Linked DNA regions of Sus scrofa: region 1 is linked to region 2. Evidence: chromatin contacts called from public targeted proximity ligation data. All regions are on one chromosome and are shown on one strand. The core of a region is the stretch at or near the end of the contact, and the rest is flanking DNA. Distances in the headings are between cores, read along the strand shown.

Region 1 (5,148 bases), core at 2,357-4,856, 110 kb after region 2:
TGAATATGTTTGGAGATTTGCTTTTCATAGTACTAAAGTGAAACTAATAAATTCTCCAATTAAATGACTACATTCAAAGGAAAAAGCTTCAATTTTTTTTTTTTTTTTTTTTGTTCTTGTTTTTTCTGGCTGCACCCAGGGCATGTGGAATTTCTTGTGCCAGGTTAAAGCCGTGACACAGCATCAAACCTGCAGTGACAACACTAGATCCCTAACGTGCTGCACCACAAGAGAACGCCAAAGTTTTATAAAAAGCTTCACCCTGTCACATGTTCTGAATCTCAAAACCACCAATCCTCCCAATTAGAAAGCAGTTAGCATAACTATATAAATTAGTATTAATCTTTGTCCCGGGAGCAAAATTGGTCCTGCAAATACGGCTCAGAATTCCCCAAAGAAGATATAAATAGGGTCAGTAAGCACAGACACGTAACATCTTTAGTTATGCAGAAAATGAAAATCAAAACCACAAAGAGATACTACTTCATATTCACTAGGATGCTTAAAATAAAAGCCAGACAATAACAAGTGTTAGCGAGGATGTGGAGAAATTGGAACCCTTGTGCACTGCTACTGGGAACATAAAATGGTGCAGCACTAGGCAAAACAATTTAGTTTCTCCAAAAATCAAACATAAAGTAACCATATGACCTAGCAATTTCACTCTCAGATATATACTCAAGTGAACTAAAACATAACGTTCACGCCAAAACTTGTAAGCCAATGTTCAAAGCAACATTACTCACAATAGCCGCAAAGCAGTAACAACCCAAACGTCTGTCAACTGATAAATGGATAAATAGCATGTGGTATATCCATACAACAGAATATTGTTCAGCCATAAAAAGGGATGTGATACCGATATAAGCTACGACATGGATGAGCCTTGAAAACATTATGCTAAGTGAAAACCCAGACCCCCAAAGCCACAACGTATATGATTCCATTTACATGAAGTAGGCAATCCAGAGACAGGAAGTAGAATAGTGATTGCCAGGGAGAGGAGATGGAACATGAGAGTGACTGCTAATTTATATAGTGCTTCTTTGGGGGGATGAAATGTTCTGGAATTACTGATGTTGGCTGCACAACTTTGTGAATATACTAAAAACCACTGCATTGTACACTATAAAAGGGTGAGTGGCATCTCAAACTCAATTTCTTAGTAATTTCCTGGAACCTTCCTTACTAATTCTTACCTTTAGAAGCCACATTCTTTTTTTTTTTTTTTTTGTATTTTGTCTTTTGAGGGTCTCACCCACGGCGAGATGAGGTTCCCAGGCTAGGGGTCGAATTGGAGCTATTGCCACCGGCCTACGCCACAGGCACAGCAACGCCAGATCTGAGCCACATCTTCGACCTACACCACAGCTCACAGCAACACCAAGAGCCTTAACCCACTGAGCAAGGCCAGGGATTGAACCTACAACCTCATGGTTCCTAGTTGGATTCGTTTCCACTGCGCCACATTCTTAATGTCACTCCAACTAGAAGCACCTTCTTCTTAGGGTCTTTCTTCAACTCTAAGAACCCACTGCTGGGGCATAGTTGTTGAACGTTCATCCATCAGCCCCCTCCTGATTTTCCCTCTGACTCATGCTACTAGCTGTCTCCACTTCAGAGAGTGGATTGCCCCTGCCACCAATCAATGGTTGGTACATTCTAGCCCACCCTCCATCTTCAATCCCCACCCATCTAGTGGGGATTCGGACAGATCCTAAAGGTTAGGGTATACCAGACTGCAACAAAAGCTGTTCTGCGTCAGCTCTGTGTTGTCTGGCTTTCTGAGCCTCCTCCAGATTTCCATTCCCACAGAGGTTTTGGGAGCTCTCTGTGGGAATCTTCCCCAGGATACCTCTCTCTTGCACAACTGACAAACAATGGGCAGACGTTTTCATTAATGACGCCATGAGCTAAATGGCACCAGTTACCACATAACTGGACATTCTGCAGTGACTCTGTTTCTGAAGACAACAGTTTGCAATGGGCGCTTATACAAGTAAACTCTTGTCATTTATTCTCATCTCACACCTTTGATCTGTAAGTTAGACAAGAAGAGAAATCCCTCTCTGGCAAATCTTGGTCTACACGGTCTACCAAAAACAAGAGCTGAAATCCATTCTAGTGGGGACTATTTTTTTAGCCATCTATGAATGAATGAACATCATTATGAGGATGAGGAAGGTAGAACACGTTACGTAACATTTAGTCATTCCCTAGTTATTTTTATTAATGTAATAAAACAATGTTTATAACAGTTATAATTACTATTCACGAGTATCAATTAAATGTCAGGCATTGTACTATATACACCATGTATATTATCCCTATTGCTCACAACAATCCTATAGGGAAAATACCTTTCTCCTACTGGAGCTGCAGAATCAGGGAGTCAGAGATCCTAAAACGTGTCCAGGGTCCTACAGCTCATACTAACAGTGAAGACAGAATTCAAAATAGTGCTTTTTTGCCTAATCTCCATCTATCTTTTTTTTTTTTCCTTTTTTGGGCCACACCCAAGGCATATATATGGAGGTTCCAGGCTAGAGGTCAAATCGGAGCTACAGCTGCCAGCCTACACCATAGCCACAGCAAGGCAGGATCCAAGCCAAGTCTGCAACCTACACCACAGCTCATGGCAATGCCAGATCCTTAACCCACTGAGCAAGGCCAAGGATCCCACCTGCATCCTCATGGGTACTAGTTGGGTTCATTAACCGCTGAGCCACAATGGAACTCCTCCATCTACCTTTTCAACAGAGCTCACTAGCTCAAATACCATTTCAACTACATACATACCAGTTTGAGCAATGTGTTCAACACTTTTCTGAAATCCTTGACAGATGAATATAAATGGGAAGTTTTATAGTTTTCCAGCAGAGTGAAAGGATACTTTTGTTTCTAATTTAACCCCACTATTTATTTTCTTAATAACAAAAAGAACAACTTGCCAGACATAACATGAACATTCATACAACATAACCTAAGAGGAGACTAAAGGGAATAAAATATTTGGTAGCAGATAAACTTTAATGACATTTTCACTGGCAAAGACTTGTTGTACACTTTGTACTCTGACCTTTCACTTGTGCAAGCATTTCATAATCCTTGACTTCACTGAGGGGGCTCAGAATTCAGAATTTTAGCACTGCAAGGGTCCTCAGAAATCATTCAATCCCACGCCCCTCACTTTCCAGAGGAAGGCCACCCCCCGAGTGGGTCAGTCCACACAGCAGGCACTGCCAGAGCCAGGGCTGAACTCCAGTTCTTCTGGCCGAAGGGCTCCCAAACCATGCTGCTGTCAGCTGTGCCAGCAACAAGAGATGGCCAGAGACACTTCCATTTCAACAGCTAGCTGTCCCTTGTCAAACGAATTACAACTGTGTCACTACTGTGATTTAGAAGTTTCTCAAGACACCATTCCTGGCCACAAGGAAAACAAAAATCTATCACGAACTGATGTCAAAAATCAAACGGCAGGGTCACACTGAGCAAATGCCTCCTTGTCCTTTGGGAATAGGAACCTGCTCAGTAGGCCAGACCTGCACTGAGGAGGATATCAGTCACAACTGCGCGGGGTTTCTGGGTCCTTCTGGAATTACGTAAGCCCTCTCCAGTTCCGTATTCATCTGCAGTTTCCTGTTGCGCAAGGGACAGACAATGGGCAGACTGTCGCCAGTGTTTTCATTAATTACACCACAGGCTGAATGGCATTGATTACCACATAATGGACATTTTGAAGTGACCCTGTTTCCTTTGTTCAAACAATGTATCCGAATGTCTCAGTGAAGGAACACATTTTATCTGGGTATTCAAGAGAATGAAGACATAGGAGGATCTCGGGAATCTGCATGGCATCCCTGGGCCCCAGGGATTATTTTAGGACTTGTTCAGCTTCCCCGTGCCCCTTCTTACCGTCAGAGGCATAATGTCCAGGCAGGAAGGGAGGAACAAAAGCCGAAAACCTTTAAATGGTTCCCAAAGCCAAAGACATACAAGTCAGGCAGATTATCACCCCCAACCCCCATCAGAAAAGGGCTAGAGAGTGACACTGAAAGGCCACAAAAGAGGAAAAGAGATCAGGGTAAAAAAAAAAAAAAATCAAAGCTTGAGGGCAGAAATCCCACTCTCCTCCAGCCTACCCTGGAGCTGCAGCCTTTCCCTGGACTATGACAGATGCTAGTTCTGAGCCCACAAACACCCTAGAAGACCCTCGGCCGCCTTGAGAAGTCCCTATTCTGCTTCTTCTTTCATTAAAGCCCTCCATCCCTGCAGCCCTCCTGAGTGGGAGGGGGCAGCACGGTCCACTGCCCAGCTTCCCTGACAGTGTCCCTCCGTCCACCTTCACTGCTACCATGGTCCATCCAAGATACTGGGAAAAACCCTTTTCTTAAAAAAGTGATAAACTGGGGAGTTCCCGTCATGGCTCAGTGGTTAACAAATCCGACTAGGAACGATGAGGTTGCGGGTTCGCTCCCTGGCCTTGCTCAGTGGGTTAAGGAACTGGCGTTGCCATGAGCTATGGTGTAGGTCACAGACATGGCTCAGATCTGGCATTGCTGTGGCTCTGGCACAGGCCGGCGGCTACAGCTCCGATTAGACCCCTAGCCTGGGAACCTCTTTATGCCACGGGTGAGGCCCTAGAAAAGGCAAGAAAAGGCAAAAAAAGACACACACACACACACACACACACACACACACAAAAGTGATAAACTGGGAGTATGGGAAAATTAGCTGGCTCTCTTCCTTCCTTCCTTCCTTCCTTCTTCCTTCCCTCCCTTCCTTTCTTCTTTGGCTGAACCCATGGCATATGGAAATTCCTGGGCCAGGGACTGATCCATGCCGGATCCTTGACCCACTGAACACAGGAGGCACTCCCCCTTTTTTTTGGGGGGGGGGGCACTTTCAAAATGTAAACAGATCTTCAGGGTTATTTTCTTAAGTGTGGCTGCATCCCCTTAGGATACCTTTAAAATACAAAAACACACTGTGAAAGCGGAGGATGGGATCAGGGAAAGTGAGGGACAAACAAGGAGAGGGGTTGGGAAGTGAAAAATTTTGGATCAAGAACTCAAGAGACAGGGAAAAGAACAGGAGAAAAGGCATGGGCTCTGGAGTCTCAAATGTGGGGGTTAGGTCTCATCTGAG
Region 2 (5,068 bases), core at 1,491-3,990:
CTAGCTAGAAAACTTGGTGCTCCTCCCTCACATTTAACTCTGAAAGCAATACTACACTGTACCCTTACAGGTACTGAAACAAAAATAGCTTCTTTTTAGATTATCTGATTGTAAGACCTTAGAGCCCCTGCTTTGCTGGTGTCCTAAGTATGTGAGCTCTTTGTCCACCTTTGGGGAATCTAGCACTTACTCCATCCTTTAGACATACTGGAAGCAGTTTTAGGTTAAGGATGCCTATGCCTACCAAAAAAAACTTGCTGTGGTTTTGATAGGCATTGTCTTAATCTGTTAATCCATTTGAGAAAAACTGACCTATTTACTCTATTGGGTCTTCCAATCCATGGATATAGAAAATCACTCCCATTATTTAGGTTTTATTTATTTCATCAGCATTTTATAATTTTCAGCAAGCAGATCCTGGACATAGTTTGTTAGATTTATATATACCTAAATATTTCATATTCTTCGAGCAATTGTACCAGTAGTGTTTCAACTTTGTTCCTACCTGTGTGTTGTTGGCAGATGTAGAAGCTCTTTCAGTAGAACACGGAGAAAGTTCCTTTTGAGTGAAGTAAATGTGTTCAATGCTTACTTGCTGGACTAGTAACAAGCTATTTATCCTAACATCCATGTACTTCTGTAACATGCCTCTAAATCTCAAATTTAGCCTTGTTCTTTATTGCGACACCCCAACCTCCACTACTATTAGAAGGGTCTACTCGTCCCTCATCTGAACATCCCTTGTCCATTCCATCTCGATGTCTCTGCTTCTGCCATTTCCCTTCTAGAAGAGTCTCTTCACTGACCCCTCTTCCCCCAAATTAAAGCTTAACTATCCTCCACGGATGAGGTCAAAGCCCTTTAGGAGATGCCTTCCTTGACAACCCCAGCCTACCTGGCTCCTTTGCTCCACAGAACTCTTAACCAATATTGCATGCCACTCAATTATTAACTTCATTTGTAATTAGTTTTAATCAATGTCTTGTTTCCCTAATTAGATGATATACACTGGGGAGGCTTCCATAATAGCTATCATAGCACCACATACATGGAAGACACTCCAATTTCATTGTATAAATGAAGAAAGGAGAGAGAGGCTTCAAGATGTGCCAGGGTAAGGCGGCTGGAGCTGTAGCATGTAAAGAGAACTCGAATTCTTGTGGAGTCTTTTATGCTGGCAAGATCCCTGCTAGGACAAGGATTTTTTCTCTTCCTTCCTTCCCCCAAATCCCAACTCCTCCAGCTGAGCAGATTGGAGATGCAGATCCTCCTCAACTACCCTTTAGAATCTGTTCTAAACAGCAGGACTGTGGTCAGTCGATTATCAGAGCTTTCCTGGAAGAGCACAAGCAGTAACAGCCCGTGGCCACCAGAGGACAGGGCGCAGGGAGCGATTGCTTCCCCTCCATAGAAGTCTTAAAAGAGGTCAAATCTATGGCCTTCAGGCTTCAGTGACTGCCTGATGTGCTCAGCGCATTCCCATCTCCAGGTGGACTCCTTTTTCTCCTCTAAAACATGGGCTGGAAGCTCCTAGAGGCTTACCCTAATACTAACCTGAAATGATTATAATAGCAAATGCACTTTAGCTGCACGATTTAAAGGCAGAAAGGGAGTATGGAGATGTTTCAGCTTTCTCACTCCAAACCTGCTTTTCAGTTCTTTTGCCAATTAAACAAGCAAACAAAAAGCCCCTGGAAGTGTCCAAACAGACATTTCCGAACAAAGATGACTTTCGGGACCAAGGTCCCAAATTGAGTACATTGCAAATGGAACACTTGAGGAGATACACTATTCCTGCCTACAAATTCTGGCTCCTGGAGCAGTTCACTCGCAGTGTGCTTTTCCGTCATTAATCACATCTTTGTTATGTGATATCCACGTGAGTACTTCTCAGTTGAAGCAGCTTCATGCTCAAATGCTCAAAGAACACTAGAATAAAGATCTGATTGTCCTAGTCAGTGATTCCAAGTCCTGGATTGTCACCACCTCAGGTCTCTAGTTTCCCCAAGTGTGTAATGTAGTTTCAAAACAAAGCTATTTTAATTAGTCCAAATTTAAAAATGCACGAAGTGTGTGAAGTTAAATCAATGGGGTCTTGCACCTCTCAAGAGGCAGTGAACCTCTGTTTTGATTTCAAGATGATTCTGTGCTGCCCGATATAGAACATACCTCTAAAGAGCATTTTAGGCTGCTCATTCCCATTACATTTGTAAATAGGAAATGTTGAGTAAATTTAATCAAAGTAAAATAATGAATATTAGGAGCATTCAGGTGGGGGCTTTCAATGACAGACACAGAGAGGCAGCTGAGTGCCTGACCACCTGAATGTGATTTTTCTTAAAGTACCTGTTACTTCTCTTTCCTAAGAGACGGCGGTGCCCTGCATTTTGGGTTTTTAAAGAGCGATTGTAATTCTCTCAAATCATTGTTTGCGTTTCTTCACGCTGGGGAGGCAGCTGGAAACAGCCCAACCAGGAGGAAAAGGTTCTGCTCCTCGCTGGCGTGGGGGTGGGGGATGCGACCCTGAAATACCTGTTGGGGCGCGGCGCTAAGGCGCGCGGCCGAGACCAGGCAGGGAGGTCGGGGTTCGGGGCCCCCGGGGGCGGCGGGCACGCGGGCGCGGAAGGAGGAGGCCGCGGGTCCGCCTCCCCCAGCCGCCCGGCTCCTCCCAGCGGCGCCCGCGGAACCTGCCCCGGAGCCGCCGGGCCCCGGAACGGAACGTGACCCGTCCCCTCCCCGAGCGGCCGCGACCAGGCGCCGAGCCCCGCTCCGGACTTGGGCGGGCGGCGCGCGGCCCCGCCCGGCGCCCACCGCCCTGCCCTCGCCTGTCTCCTCCTTTCCCCGGGGCTCCGCTGAGTTCATTCACTGGGATTGGTTTCAAGTGACGCCATCTCTTTATTTTTAAACCAATGACCTCATCCGCGCTTGAAGTTTCCTGACCAGCGACTCTTTCTCTTTTCCCCCACCCCCACCCCACCCCCCCCGCCTTTCCCCCTCTTTCTGGGTGTCCCTGTTTGGGGGGCTCTGATCAGTTTTCAAACGACTATCATCACCTCTCCCTGCCCCCGCCGCCCCCCCACCTCCCCAGGTTCCTCACCCCTTTCAGCAGTGTTTTTTCAAGGCTGATCGGGGGTGGGGGGGAGAGAAAGAGTGAAGAAAAGTTGCAAACTTCTCCTCGCTTCCTAAGCCTCCCGCCCCCACCCGCCCCTCCGAGCAGGAGAAGATAATATAGTGAAAAGAAGAGGAGGAGGAGAGCGCGACGGGACGGACGCGAGCAGGAGCGCAGCCGCCCTCCCGGCTCCGCCGCGGCGCCTCGCAGGTCCGGGAGGCGAGGGGGCCCCGCGGGGAGACGCCGTGACAACTTTCATTTCCCCCCGAGAGAGCCGGGAGGTCGGTAGCTCCCCAAGTAAGTGGCCGCGCGGACGGCGGGGTGGGAGGGCGCGGGGCCGGGCGCCCGCCGCGCCGGCAGCATGGACGCTCCTTCGCGCGCCCCGGCTGCTCTGCCCTCCCGGCGGCCGGGCCCGGGTCGGCGGGCGGGCGGGCGGGGTGGGGGCGACCGCGGCCCGGAGCGGCGCGCGCGTGGGAAGCTGGGGGGGGGGACGAGGGGGGCCGCGCGGGGAGGGGGCGGGGGACGGCGCGGGGACTGGGGCCGAGCGGCCGGGTCCCGCCGCCAGGAGCCGCCGGCGGTCGCGGTCCCTTCGCGGGCGAAGCCGCTCGCTTCCAGGCGCGACTGTTACACAACACGCCTGCCAAGTGGGGCCCCGGCCTGACGGTTCCCATTATCCCCAACTCGCCCTGGGTGTAAGCAGCGGGGCCACCTGGGTGGTGACGGGGCCGCTTTCTTCCACCAACTCGCTTTTCATGCGCTGCCCCCGCCCTCCTACACAGGCAGGGTGTTGGGGGCTCGGTGTGCCAGTGACTTCTTTATTTACACTAACCCTAAAACGTGAGAAAGGAAAAAGCCCGGGGAGACAACCGAGGGTCTGTGTATCGAGTGTACTTTTCATGTAATGAAACACCGGGGAGGAAAATATTTGTGCAAGACTGAAGATTTCAGGTGCTGCCGGGCTTATTTCCTTTAAAACTTCAACAATAACAACCTGGGAATTAACTTGAGAAAATATAAGGAGATCTTAAAATGAATGGATATGGCAAAATCCTGAAGAAGTTTCTCAACCGTCCGCTGCAAAGATCCTAAATAAAATCCCCAGTGCCTCGAATCGTTTGGAGAAAGCACACCTCCATCCAGCCTGTGATGAATAAAGTGGAGAGGAAAAACCTGTTACATAATCTCATTTGCCCGGGGGTTTGCAGTGCCGTCCCCTTGCATCAAGGGGAAGTGAGTTAAGATGCAGGGTGTTTTAAACTCTCTGAAGTTTTTATTTACCCAGTGTTCTGGCTGCCACTTCTGCTTTAAAAGATTATAAGTAAATACTCTGCTCTTACAAGGGAACCAAACCTATCAAACCTGTTTAGAAAATGACCAGGTATGTTTCTTTGCTTTCTTTCCGGGCTGTTTGTGTGTGTGAAATTTACCATCCATGAGAGACCTTATGACTAGTATTTGGGGAACTTAGACTGTCAGATCTTTAAGCCACTCATCTTTAAGTGCACGTTAAGTGACAACTGCTTCCTCAGAGGATTTATGCTATTCCGAACCACATCAAGAGCAAAGATTTTTGAAGTTAAGGTAAATTTTTAAAAGGAGCGAATTCTTACCAATGGAATCAGTCACTTGTGAATTATTTACTTTTCCTTGAGAATCCTGTATTTTGGTGGACAGACAGCTTGGGAGGCTGTAGTTAATTGAGACTTGTGGAATTCTGGTTTTGGTGAAGGTAGCAACCTGGAAAAGGTAAATTGAAAAACTAAGAGCTTGGGAGTTAGGTATTTTAGTCAAAACGTGACTAGGCACTGTGAAAGTTTTTTTTGTTTTTGTTTTTGTTTTTTTTGTATAAGTAAAGTTCTGGAATTTAAGTGAGTTTGATAACTGTGTGAAATCTTGTTGTTAAAAAAACATTGGGGGCAGTTAACATGTTCATGTAAAAAAATCAGCCCCAAAGTTGGT

What was found.
Region 1: a targeted proximity ligation map of alveolar macrophages shows a contact between it and region 2. A contact is called at or near these places in 2 of 5 promoter capture datasets (fetal liver and liver), 8 of 47 Hi-C or Micro-C datasets (embryonic fibroblasts, liver, omental adipose tissue and 2 more) and 2 of 2 datasets of targeted methods (alveolar macrophages and skeletal muscle).

The regions. Positions count from the first base shown.
Region 1 is chr5:59,979,520-59,984,667 of Sscrofa11.1, forward strand. All of the region lies in intron 3 of BORCS5 (a long non-coding RNA gene), which reads right to left. Among named protein-coding and RNA genes, the nearest start is that of BORCS5, 91 kb to the right of the region's middle.
Region 2 is chr5:59,867,162-59,872,229 of Sscrofa11.1, forward strand. It overlaps DUSP16 (dual specificity protein phosphatase 16), which reads left to right and starts at 2,741. Exons shown (of 7, transcript XM_021092338.1): 1 at 2,741-3,406.